Regions from separate parts of the Rattus norvegicus genome. Here regions 1 and 3 are each linked to region 2. A link is a contact called in public Hi-C data. All regions are on one chromosome and are shown on one strand. Each heading gives the region's core, a stretch centred on a gene start, on an enhancer-like site or on the middle of the called end of the contact. The rest is flanking DNA. Distances are from core to core; before and after follow the strand shown. Region 1 holds the start of Garin5a (golgi associated RAB2 interactor 5A). Region 2 holds the start of Smim47 (small integral membrane protein 47). Region 3 has its middle 4.0 kb from the start of Trnaa-agc69.

The links. Hi-C and Micro-C count contacts between places; a contact is called where the count stands out from the background.
Region 1: a contact with region 2 is called in a Hi-C map of the A7r5 cell line, with 6 times the contacts expected there. The contact joins the promoter of Garin5a here to the promoter of Smim47 in region 2. A contact is called at or near these places in 8 of 12 Hi-C or Micro-C datasets (the A7r5 cell line, the Rat2 cell line, Schwann cells and 5 more).
Region 3: a Hi-C map of prefrontal cortex shows a contact between it and region 2, with 4 times the contacts expected there. The contact joins the enhancer-like site here to the promoter of Smim47 in region 2. A contact is called at or near these places in 8 of 12 Hi-C or Micro-C datasets (the A7r5 cell line, the Rat2 cell line, Schwann cells and 5 more).

Annotation. Positions count from the first base shown.
Region 1 is chr1:104,124,180-104,127,713 of GRCr8, forward strand. Garin5a (golgi associated RAB2 interactor 5A) reads left to right here and starts at 1,322. Exons shown (of 5, transcript NM_001400842.1): 1 at 1,322-1,460; 2 at 1,645-1,763; 3 at 2,210-2,340. The coding sequence starts at 1,418. It overlaps Emc10 (ER membrane protein complex subunit 10), which reads right to left and starts at 1,189. Exons shown (of 7, transcript NM_001004221.2): 1 at 983-1,189. The coding sequence starts at 1,126.
Region 2 is chr1:103,879,841-103,883,112 of GRCr8, forward strand. Smim47 (small integral membrane protein 47) reads left to right here and starts at 1,402. Exons shown (of 3, transcript NM_001384852.1): 1 at 1,402-1,468; 2 at 1,546-1,605; 3 at 1,724-1,827. The coding sequence starts at 1,454. The coding sequence ends at 1,735. Acp4 (acid phosphatase 4) reads right to left here and starts at 1,316. Exons shown (of 12, transcript NM_001107510.2): 1 at 1,085-1,316; 2 at 658-813. The coding sequence starts at 723.
Region 3 is chr1:104,103,176-104,106,524 of GRCr8, forward strand. No RefSeq gene overlaps it. Among named protein-coding and RNA genes, the nearest start is that of Trnaa-agc69, 4.0 kb to the right of the region's middle. Within about 2 kb of position 1,501, at least 55 of the 93 cell types and tissues checked have an H3K27ac peak or open chromatin away from gene starts, as enhancers often do. A contact at or near this core is called in the A7r5 cell line, Schwann cells and prefrontal cortex, where this site is marked.

The sequences.
Region 1 (3,534 bases), core at 72-2,571, 240 kb after region 2:
CTCTAATCCACAATTCTTGCACCTCCACCACCTAGTGCTAATACAGGCAAGCACCACCACACTCTGCTCCCCATTCATGAATTCACAGGCACTGGCATCCTTGGCACGTGTTCATACCCCAACCATTCACATTGTCAAGAATTCCACTTCTCTCCTGCCTACGTCTACTGAGTGCTTGGGATTACAGATAAGCACCAACAACAACTTAATTTTTTGTGGTTTTTCTTTTTTTAATTTTGTGCACAGATGTTTGCAAGTTCCTGGGTATTGGACACAATGTCCAATACCCAGGAACGGAAGTTAACAGGCAGTTGTGAGCCTCCAGATGGGTGCTAGAAATCGAACGCAGGTACTCCAGAAAAGCGGCCAGTTCTCTTGGCCCCATTTCTCCAGCACCCCATTTTTGGGTTTTTTGAAACAGGGCCTTAAGTAACCCAGGGTGACCTTGCACACCTAGGTTGTCAAGATTGCACCCCACGCCCAGGGCTATGCCTTAGATGTCTTAATTTAAAGCTTCTCCTACCCAGGCATCCTACAGCACCTGGCTTCCTCATGCATATTCAGGAACATGACTCCACCCATTGCACAACGGCACTGCTTCCCTGCCCTACCATAGCTTTATTATTTACTTATTGAGTTAGGGTCTCACTATGTAGCCCTGTCTGGCCTAGAACTCCCTTTGTACTAGGTTGGCCTGGAACTCAGAAATCCACCTGCCTCTGCCACCTGAATAGAAGTATTGAAAGCGTGCACCATCACACCCCCATTTTTGTATTTTTGAGACGATCTCAAGCAGCCCAAGTTAGCCTTAAACTCCTTGATCCTCCAGCCTCAGCCTCCGGAGCACTGAGATGAAAGGCTAGCTAGCACCACCAAGCCACGCAGCCCAAGTTCCAAGCAAACCACATCCTTTCATGAATATTCATGAGAAGGCCATCTAGCACCCACAGGAGGCCGCCCCGCCCCGGCCACTAGCACTCACCCCGCGCGCGGCGGCTCCGACCCGGCAGCCGCTGCCCCGGGCTCTGCTAGGAACCGCGGCTACCATCAACAAGAGCACTAGCAGCTGGGTCACGCCGGCACCCGCGGCCACCATACCGAAGCGCTGGGAAGAGCCGAGCGCCATACAGCACCCTAGGAAACACAGATCTCATCCTGAGGCTCGTGCGCCTGCGCCGCATGCCGCGCCTGCGCACTAGCGCCCGTTCGCCTGCTCCCGCAGTTAGGATGGCCATTTCTCCATCCGGGCCTCTAGGGTTCACGTCCCCGGTGACACAGCCTCGGAGAGAGGTGACGTTCATGACGTCAAGGAACGCTGGGCCACCTATTGTAAAGTCACAAGCTCTAGGCCCCACCCTTTATCTGTCTGTCCCAGGCTTCACCCGGCGTTCCTACTACCCAGGGCCGGGGCGTGGCGATGAAGGGCGGACGAGATCTTAAGCCGGCTTCCGGCAGAGCAGGTGAGACTAGTTCGGAGGGGATGGAAGGTGACAAAAGGAGTTCTGCCTGGAGGGGTTGGCCCTAGTGAGGGAGCCGGGGAAGGCATGGGGCCAGCAATGCGGAGGCCTTTGCCCCGCGTGCGCCCCCGGTCAGAGTACAGGTACCTGGCATCCTGGAGTGGATGCCAACCCTTCGCCCCTGCAGACCGCCCCTTGGCTCAAGCCTACGCCCCGTGCCGCCCTGGGCGACTCCAGCGCCACCTCCTGAGCGGCGAGTTCGACCAGCTGCGCGACTTTCCCATCTTTGAGAGCAACTTCGTGCAGGTGTGGAGCCCCGGACCTCCAACCCGTTGATGTACGGAGCCCCAGTCATTTATCACTCTTTGGAACTCCAAGTGTTCCACATAATTTCTGAGCCCGCTGGGCTTTTTGTGGCTTCAGAAGCCTTTGTCTCAGTTTCCTTGACTGTACACACATATGGTTCTTGTCCTTTGATCCTAACATCTCTAGCCCACAACTTTCTTTTTTCTTTTTAGTGGTAATGTGGGTGTTACCCAGAGCTTCACTCAAATTAGGCAGGGGCTCTACCCCTTAGTGCAGCCCCTCACTGGGGGATTCTAGGCATGTGCTTATATACTGAGCCACATTCCCAGCTCCTAACCTGGTCTCCACTAGTTCACGACCTGTCACTCTGTCGAGATTCCCAACACCCATCAGATCCCTGTTGAATTCTGTTCTCCATCTATCGTGCCTCTAACCTCTGGCCCCAGGTGACCCGGTTTGGAGAAGTCGCCAACAAGGTCACCATGGGGGTGGCAGCCTCTAGCCCTGCCCTGGAGCTGCCAGACCTGCTGCTGCTAGCCGGCCCTGACAAGGAGAATGGACACCTGCAGCTCCTCGGGTGACTGCCCCTTCAAGTCCCAACTTCCTCCAACCTCCCTGTCGACATTTTGCCACCTAGGCTCCGGGGACCAAGTGCACCACCAGACTTCTCCACTAAGAAAAATGACAGGGCACTTCACAGAGGTCAGAAGTCAGACAAGATGAGGGAGGACAGTCCTCGGTGACATCACAGGGTCAGGATGGTGACTGTTTACACAATGCTTTCTGCTTTCCAAGTACTACTCTGTCCCAGAGAGATAAAGTAAGGCTCAAAGACTGGGTCCATGGCTCAGGGTCTCACAGATATCAGGACTAGAACCTGAGGCTCCTTACAGTCCACTGCTCTGCTCTGCCCCTCTCATTGAAAACTTGTGAAAATCAATACCACCAAGTACAAACCCCACACAGAACATCCCTTTCCCCAGCCTAGGCCTTGTCCCATTTCAGCTGCAAACAGGAAACATTTACACACTTGTAGCTACATGTACACACTCTGGTATTTGTGGAGACCTGAATCCTTTCTCATCCTATCTCAGTTCATAAAAGACAGGGAGAAAATAGAAAAGGGCCAGGCCTAGTGGTACAGGCTTGTCATCCCAGCCATATTAAAAAGCCAAGAACCACGGAAATCCCAGTGTTGGGAGAGACAGAGATAGGCTTGGAGCTTGCTAGCCAGCCAGTCTCTCCAGTCATTGGGCTCCAGGTTAAGTGAAAACTCTCCAAAAATGAGGTGGGAGAATGATAGAGGAAGGAAGACCCTTAGCATTAACCTGTGACCACCACATGTGACCAGCACATGCAAGTGCACATGCACATGCAAGTCACTAACCTGTGACCACCACATGCAAAAAGGGAAGGGAGGAAGGAAAGAATAGAAGGATTTAGCTGGACACAGTGGACCACATGTTTAATCACAGCACTTGAGAGGCAGCCTGAAATACAAATTCCAGTTACCCAAGACTATATGAGACTTTGTCTTAAAAAAAAAAAAAAAGAAAGGGGGTGTGGTGGGGAGGTGAAAGAAAAAAATATCTGAATTCATCCAATTATCTCCTTACCTAAGAGAACACATTACTCAGTTTTCTGCCCTGGTAAGATACATAGTTTCCAACAACAGGCTTTGAATATTAAATGCAAGCTTGGGGTCTCTCGGACCCTGTCTTTGCCTGCCTCCACCTAACAAAGTGGTACAAAACTTAGGAAACTGTAATCC
Region 2 (3,272 bases), core at 152-2,651:
TTCAATTCCCAGCAACCACATGGTGGCTCACAACCATCTAGCCAGATAACCACGAGATCTGGTGCCCTCTTCTCACCGGCAGGCATACATGCAGACAGAATGCTATATGCATAATAAATTAATAAATCTTTTTTAAAAAGAGCCTTCTCTCCAGCAACCATCTACTTCTTCTGTATCAGGTGAATCTGGAAAAATGTCTTGAGTTTTGTGAGACTCTTGAGCTGTCTTCCCACCCTGGGCTGGAGAAACACCTGCACCACAAACAGAAGTTCTCCGTGTGGAGAGGTCAGAGGTCAATGTCAAATGTCTTGTTTGATTGCTTTTCACTTATTCTGATCATTCTCACTCAACCTGGAGTTCACTCATTTGGCCAACAAACCCCGGGATCTTCCAGTCTCTACGTCCTAGTGCCGAGGCACAAGCACCATGCCTGGCTTTTTATAGGCATGCTAGGGAATCAAACTCAGGTCCTCATGCTTAAAAGGTAAGTATACACCCACTGAGCCCTGCCCTAGCTCCTTTCCTGGGGGATATGTTTTCTTTACATTAGAAAAAAATGGCAAAGACATCTTTGTGACTCACTGAAGGTCATTCCACTGACAGCCGTCAGAGCTGGGGTTCAAGCCCACACAGGCATCACCGCAGGAGGCTTCTCACCATGTATGTCCCCTGAGTCTCCAGCCTGAGGACACTGCAAAGAACTGGGCTCCTCCAGTGGTGCATCCCTCTGTGCACAGCCGGTAGCAATTAGTGGGGGATGAAGGCAGTTCCACACACACGTGTATCTCCCCTCTCGGCTGCACCTCTAAGAACCTGAAAGTTATAAGAGGAAAGGTATAGAGAGGAAAGAATTTGGAACCTACAAAGAACACTGGGTGGTCAGAGTCAAAGTGCCTGGCTGTCCCTGTGGTCCAGAGGTCAGAAGCTGCCACTGCCACCATGCTTCACACCAGGGTGCACATTCTGCCATTTTCACAAGCTGGGGACCAAATTCTAGTCTAAGTCCCAACTGTCATTCCCACCCTTGCATCTGGCAGACACAAGCATGCCATTTTGCCTGTGCCATTGGACCCCTTCTTCATACCTCAGTCATTCTCCTGCCTCAAGATACCAGAGGCTATCTGTCCCTTCCCAGCTCACAACTCTCCCCTGGCTCCCCAGCACACTCTAGGGAAGAAAATGGGACCCAGTGTGGAGATCCAGGTCTGTACTCTCCAATCTCATAAGTCCTGATGCTGGATTTAGGTCCCATGGGTGACACTACACACCTACATCCCCTTCCTCCCAATCCCCAGTTCCAATGTCTCTTCTACCCAAAATGCCCTTCCCTGGTCACCATGGTCACCATTCTGGTCTCCCCGACAACCCCCTCCCATTCTTGGAGACTCTTTCCTGTCGGACTCAGAGGTCTGAGGGAGGCAGGTCAAGTGCTGTGTGGCTAGGACCCATGGCTATGAACTTGCAGGAAGTGAGGACAGGTGAAGGGACTGGGGCAGGGGTGGGGATAGGGAGGGGAGGGAGCTGACTCCTGACCTCCTCCCCCAGAATGTGACCTTGGCCATGGCCGTGTTAACCATCCTAGCCTCCATCTACTTCTTCAACAAGGTGAGGGGGAGGTGGGTGTAGGAGGGGTCTGTCTCTCTTGTCTCTCTTCATTTGGCCCTGAAGCTTTTTCTGTACTGAGTTGCCATGTGTCTACATCACACCTCTATCTCTGCTCTAGGCTCAGCAGTAAGAAGGCATGGCTCCCCAGTCCACCAGCTTGGCCCCCGCCTGCTCTGCCATTGCTCTGGCCTCTAAGATCCAATAAATGTTAACAGCACCAGACCAAGGCTTCCTGCTCCCTAAGCTCTGCTCCCTACAACCCTGTTCCTCATAGGTCCACACAACCATGGATCTCAGCAGGAAGGTGAAAAGTAGAGACCTGGCCCCTAGATCTGAGGGAGGAGGCTTGGGACCTGTTGCTCCAAATCTGTGAGAAACTGGGCTCTGGGCCTCTGAGTCTGAGGGAAGAGGCTGGGCCCTGAACATCTGAGTCTGAGAAAGGAGGCTGGGCCCTGAATCTCAAAATCTGTGGGAGGAGGCTGGGCCCTGGACCTCCAAGTCTGTGGGAGGAGGCTGGGCCCTGGATCTCTAAGTCTTTGGGTGGAGAATTGGGCTTGGAGTCCTGTGTCTGAGGGAGAAGTGCTGGAGTCTGAACCTCTGGGTCTGAGGGAGGAGTGCTGGAGCTTGGACCCCTGGGTCTGAAGGAGAAGTGGGTCTTGAAGAATAAGTAGGAACCTTTAGGTCACATGAGTATTTAAGGGGCATTTCAGCTGTGAGTGCCAGGGCACAGAGAAGAATTTCCAGGGTTTGATTCTCCATCTGGCACTAAACAGCTTGCTCAGGATTTCAGGCTTGTCTCTCTGAGCACTCCTTCCCAGCAAAGGTGCAAATCTGTTTAAAGGAAGGCCACGCTAAGGACTGCCAGAGATCAACGGTGTGGGCAGATGTTGTGACTGTATGTGGAGAGTCTAAGTGGATGTAATTCCTTTCCTGGTTATCTTAAGAAATGCTAATATTTCTTCCTTTTTTTTCTCTCTTGTCTTAGCAAACTCCTATTGAACCGTTATCACCTGCCATCAAATCCCTATCTGATAGAAGTGTCCAGAACCCCAAATAGAGGGAATCTGTTAGCAGCGCACTCCATCACCTTCCTGCCTCCTCCAACCTTCCCAAGGGAGTGAGTGCCCTGAGGGACAGACACACCTGCCCAAGAAAGTTCATTTGTATGCTCTGGGTCTTCTGGACAAGGACTAGAAATTTCCAATCACGAACATATTCGCAAATCCTTGTAGTTCAGATCCGTGCAATTTTAGTGGGTCACAAGCAAATTGAGATCAAGCAGAACTAGCGGTCGTGCTCTCGATGAGAGCCAGTAACAGCATCCTTTGTCCTCCAATGCAAGGATTCCTTGTGCGCAAAACCAGAAATAGCCGTAAGGTGGCGATGTCAGACTATTTTCCCAGATTCTAATTGGCAACAGGGATTGACTTTGCAGGAGACTGAGCCTCCTGCTGACCTCTCTCCCAGGTATTTTCCCAAGCCTCCACCCCTTCCTGTAAGTTCTTGGCCTCTCCCTGCACCTCCTTGCCCACAGGGCCCCCACCAGGCTGTATCCTTAGCCCCGTAACTCAAAAAAAAAAAAAAAAAAAAAAAAAAAAAAACCAAAAAACGGTTGAGCAGCCACACCCCAACGGCTTTTCACCTTCCGTGCCCCAACACACTCCAAG
Region 3 (3,349 bases), core at 251-2,750, 220 kb after region 2:
GCTGTTGCTGCTGGTGCTGACAGCTGAGGCTCGATTTAGCTGCAAGGCCAGGGTCTGGCCAGATAAGGTGTGGATAGAGACAGGGCCCGCCCCTATGGTGCCCCTTAAATTGCAGGGCTTTGGCTAGGGTTGGGGGTGCAGACACCATGGCCAGGTGAGAGGGTCCTGCTGTGCTGGGGCTCAAAAGGCGCCCAGTGTCTCTCCACCTGTCTGCTTGCCTCTCCTGACTGGGCTCCTGCCTTCCACACTCTCCATCCTCTCCTGTGCCACCTCACTCTGCCTGTTTCTTCATATCTATCTCTCTATCTCTCTCTCTCTCTCTATCTCTCTCTCTCTTTCTCTCTCTCTCTCTCCCTCTCTCCTTCTCTCTCTCTCCTTCTCTCTCTGTATCTCTCTGTGTCTCTCTTGTGTGCATCTGTCTCTGTGTGTCTCTCTCTGTCTCTCTGTGTCTTTGTGTCTTTGTCTGTGTCTGTCTCCCTCTCTCTCTCTCTCTCTGCCTCACTTTGCCTGTCTCTTCATCTCCATGTCTCTCTGTCTCTCTCTGTGTCTCTGTCTCTGTGTCTCTGTCTCTTCATCTCCATCTGTGTGTCTCTCTGTGTATCTCTGTCTCTGTCTCTCTCTGTCTCTCTGTGTATCTCTGTCTCTGTCTCTCTCTGTCTCTGTCTCTTCATCTCCGTCTCTCTCTGTCTCTGTCTCTGTCTCTCTCTCTCATGTGTATGTATCTGTGTCCATCTGTCTCTATGTGTGTGTGTGCACGCACGCACATGTGCATATCTGATTCCCCATCTCTATCTTTCTCTTTCTGCCTCTTTCCATCTGTTTCGCTCTCTGCCTCTGTCTCTCCATCTTTCTCGCAGATTTTCTATCCCCCCTTATTTTTTTGCCTTTCTCCATCTCTGCCTCTCTCAGCCTAATTTTTCCTGTCTCTGATGTTCCTTCCATGTGTCTGTCTCTTGACCTGATTCTCCTTCGCTCTTCATTTCTCTTTCCGTTTCTGACAGTCTCTCTCTTGTCTCTGCCTTTCTCTGTCTCTTTCTCACTGTCTGTCTCTCTGTCTCTCTTTTATTCCTGTCTCTATCTCAGCTTGCTTGTTCCCCACCCCTTCCTCCCTATCCCCTATTTTCAGGTCTCTCTTCCTCCCTTTCTGACTCCCTCTCTGCTGGGGCCTGAGCCCTGTGTTCTCTCCTGAATAAAGCTGGTTCTGTCCTGGCTCTCCCTTCTCTGCCTCCGTCTTTCCTTCCCCCTCTGCCCCCACTCATGCGGAGCCCCAATCCTGGTTAAGGGGCTCATTACTGGCAGCAGGGGCAGCCCCTCCTGCCCCACACAACAGGACAGAGGGGTGGAAACCAAGGACTCAAGACCAGAAAGGCAGGGAGAGAAGTCAGCCCAGATGAGGGACAACAGGTCATGGGATGTCGAGGCCAGGCAGCACCCTACACCAGGCAGACCAGGCTCCCCTCCCCCTTGGGCCAGGCTGTGCCAGCACCAGGACAATGCACCCTTGTCTCCTGTCCTGACAGCTGGGGGCTCCTGCCTCCGCCTCCTTCAGAGGGGCCAGTGGCTCTCAGCAGGAGAGTGACCCTGGGGACCAGGCCTAGGGCATCTACTACATCCAGCCTCCTGTCCTTGCCTGAGCCCAGGACCCTTTCATTATTCTGGTCACCCTGGTGTTCGGCCATCCTCTCTGTGCCTTGCCTCTACACTTCCTGTCCTAGCTCTGCTGTGCCTCCACTATGTCCTTTCTCCCCTTCCGATTTGCATGGCCCCTCCCCACTAGAAATCTTATGAGCACCTACTGTGTACGGGGGTCCCAGACTCCAGACTCCTTTCCCTCTTGTCCCTGCTCCCACACACCCCACCATCATCTCTTTCATCATCATCCTCTCCTTTCTACCCTCCTGGGAGAAGGAATGAACACACCTTGAGCCCCTACTGTATACTAGTCACTCCACTCACTTCTTTACCTCATCACACCCTCCTTTCCCTTCCCCCCCTCCCTTCCCCTCCCCCTCGCTGTTTTCTCCACTCTCTTCCAAGACAAAGAACGCATTTATTGAGCACAGTTCTGGTATGCGTTCTCTCTCTTGTCCTCCATTCTTCACTGACAATGGTCTCTGCCAGCCTCTGCTTCCTGCTTCTCTCTGCCTGGGAAATATGGGCATACATTGGGCACCAGCTGTGTGCTAAGCTTTTTATAAACACTTCCTTCTGTCCTCTGCTTCCTACTGGCTCTCCCACCCAGGAAGGGAAGGGGCACTGATTGAGCACTGACTGTGTGCCAAGCAATCCACACCTATGCCTCTCTTGGCTCCCTAGCTCCTCCTCTGCAGAGAAAGCAACAACTATTTCAGGCAGAGGGGCGAGGTGCCCATTGGGAGCACAGCTAGGGTGAGGATGGGCCAACAAACAGGCTTCAGAGCTAGGCAGGGACCAGCACTCTCCACCAGGAACTGATGCAGAAGCAGTGGAAAGATGGTGGAAAGGAGTGGCTTCTTTTAACAGCTAGCCTGGGTTACCTCCTGTCCTCTTTGTCCCCTCCCTGCACCCCTCCCACGACTCTCACTCTGTGGCTCTGTCACTCTCTGTCACATGCCGTCTTCCTTTGACCTCTTCCCATCTCTGCCCACATGATATGACTACATGAAGCTCCTCGCGTCCAGCACAGTACCTGACGTGTGGGAACTCCTGTCATCACAGACTCAGACACTGCAGCCTCCCCTCCTTCGCTTCCTTCCTCTTCCTCCTCCTCTTCCTCTTCCTTTCTCCTTGTTTTCCTCTTCCTCTTCTCCATCTTTCTCCTCTTCCTCTCCATTTCCTTCTCCTCCTGTACTTTCATCTTCTCTCTTTCCTCCTCTTTCCTCTTTTATTTCCTCCTTCTCCCCTATTCTCTTCCTCCTTTCCGTTTTCCTCCTCCTCTTCCCTACCTCCTCTCTTTCTGCATGTTCTTCTGCCCCTCCTTCTCTCCTCCATCTTCTCCTCCTATATCTCTTCTTCCTCCTCCACTTCCATCCCCAATTTCTTTAGCTTCTTCATTCCCATCTTCTTTCTGCTCCTTTGCTTTCTCCTTCTCCTCTTTCTACAACTCCTCCTTTTTTCTTTTTCCTTCTTCCTGTTTTCTTACCCATCTCTCCTCCATTCCGCCTCCTCATCTGCCCCTTTCTCCTCATCCTCTCTCTCTCCCTCTGCTCCTATTGTATCTCTGAATTCTCTGCTCCTCCTCTCCCACCTCTTCTTTCCTTACCCTCTCTTCCTCACCCATGTCTTGTTCTTCCTCCATTTCCTCCCTCTATTCCTTCTCTTCCTCCAGCACATCTTCCTCATCTATATATCCTCTTCCTTTCCTCCTCCT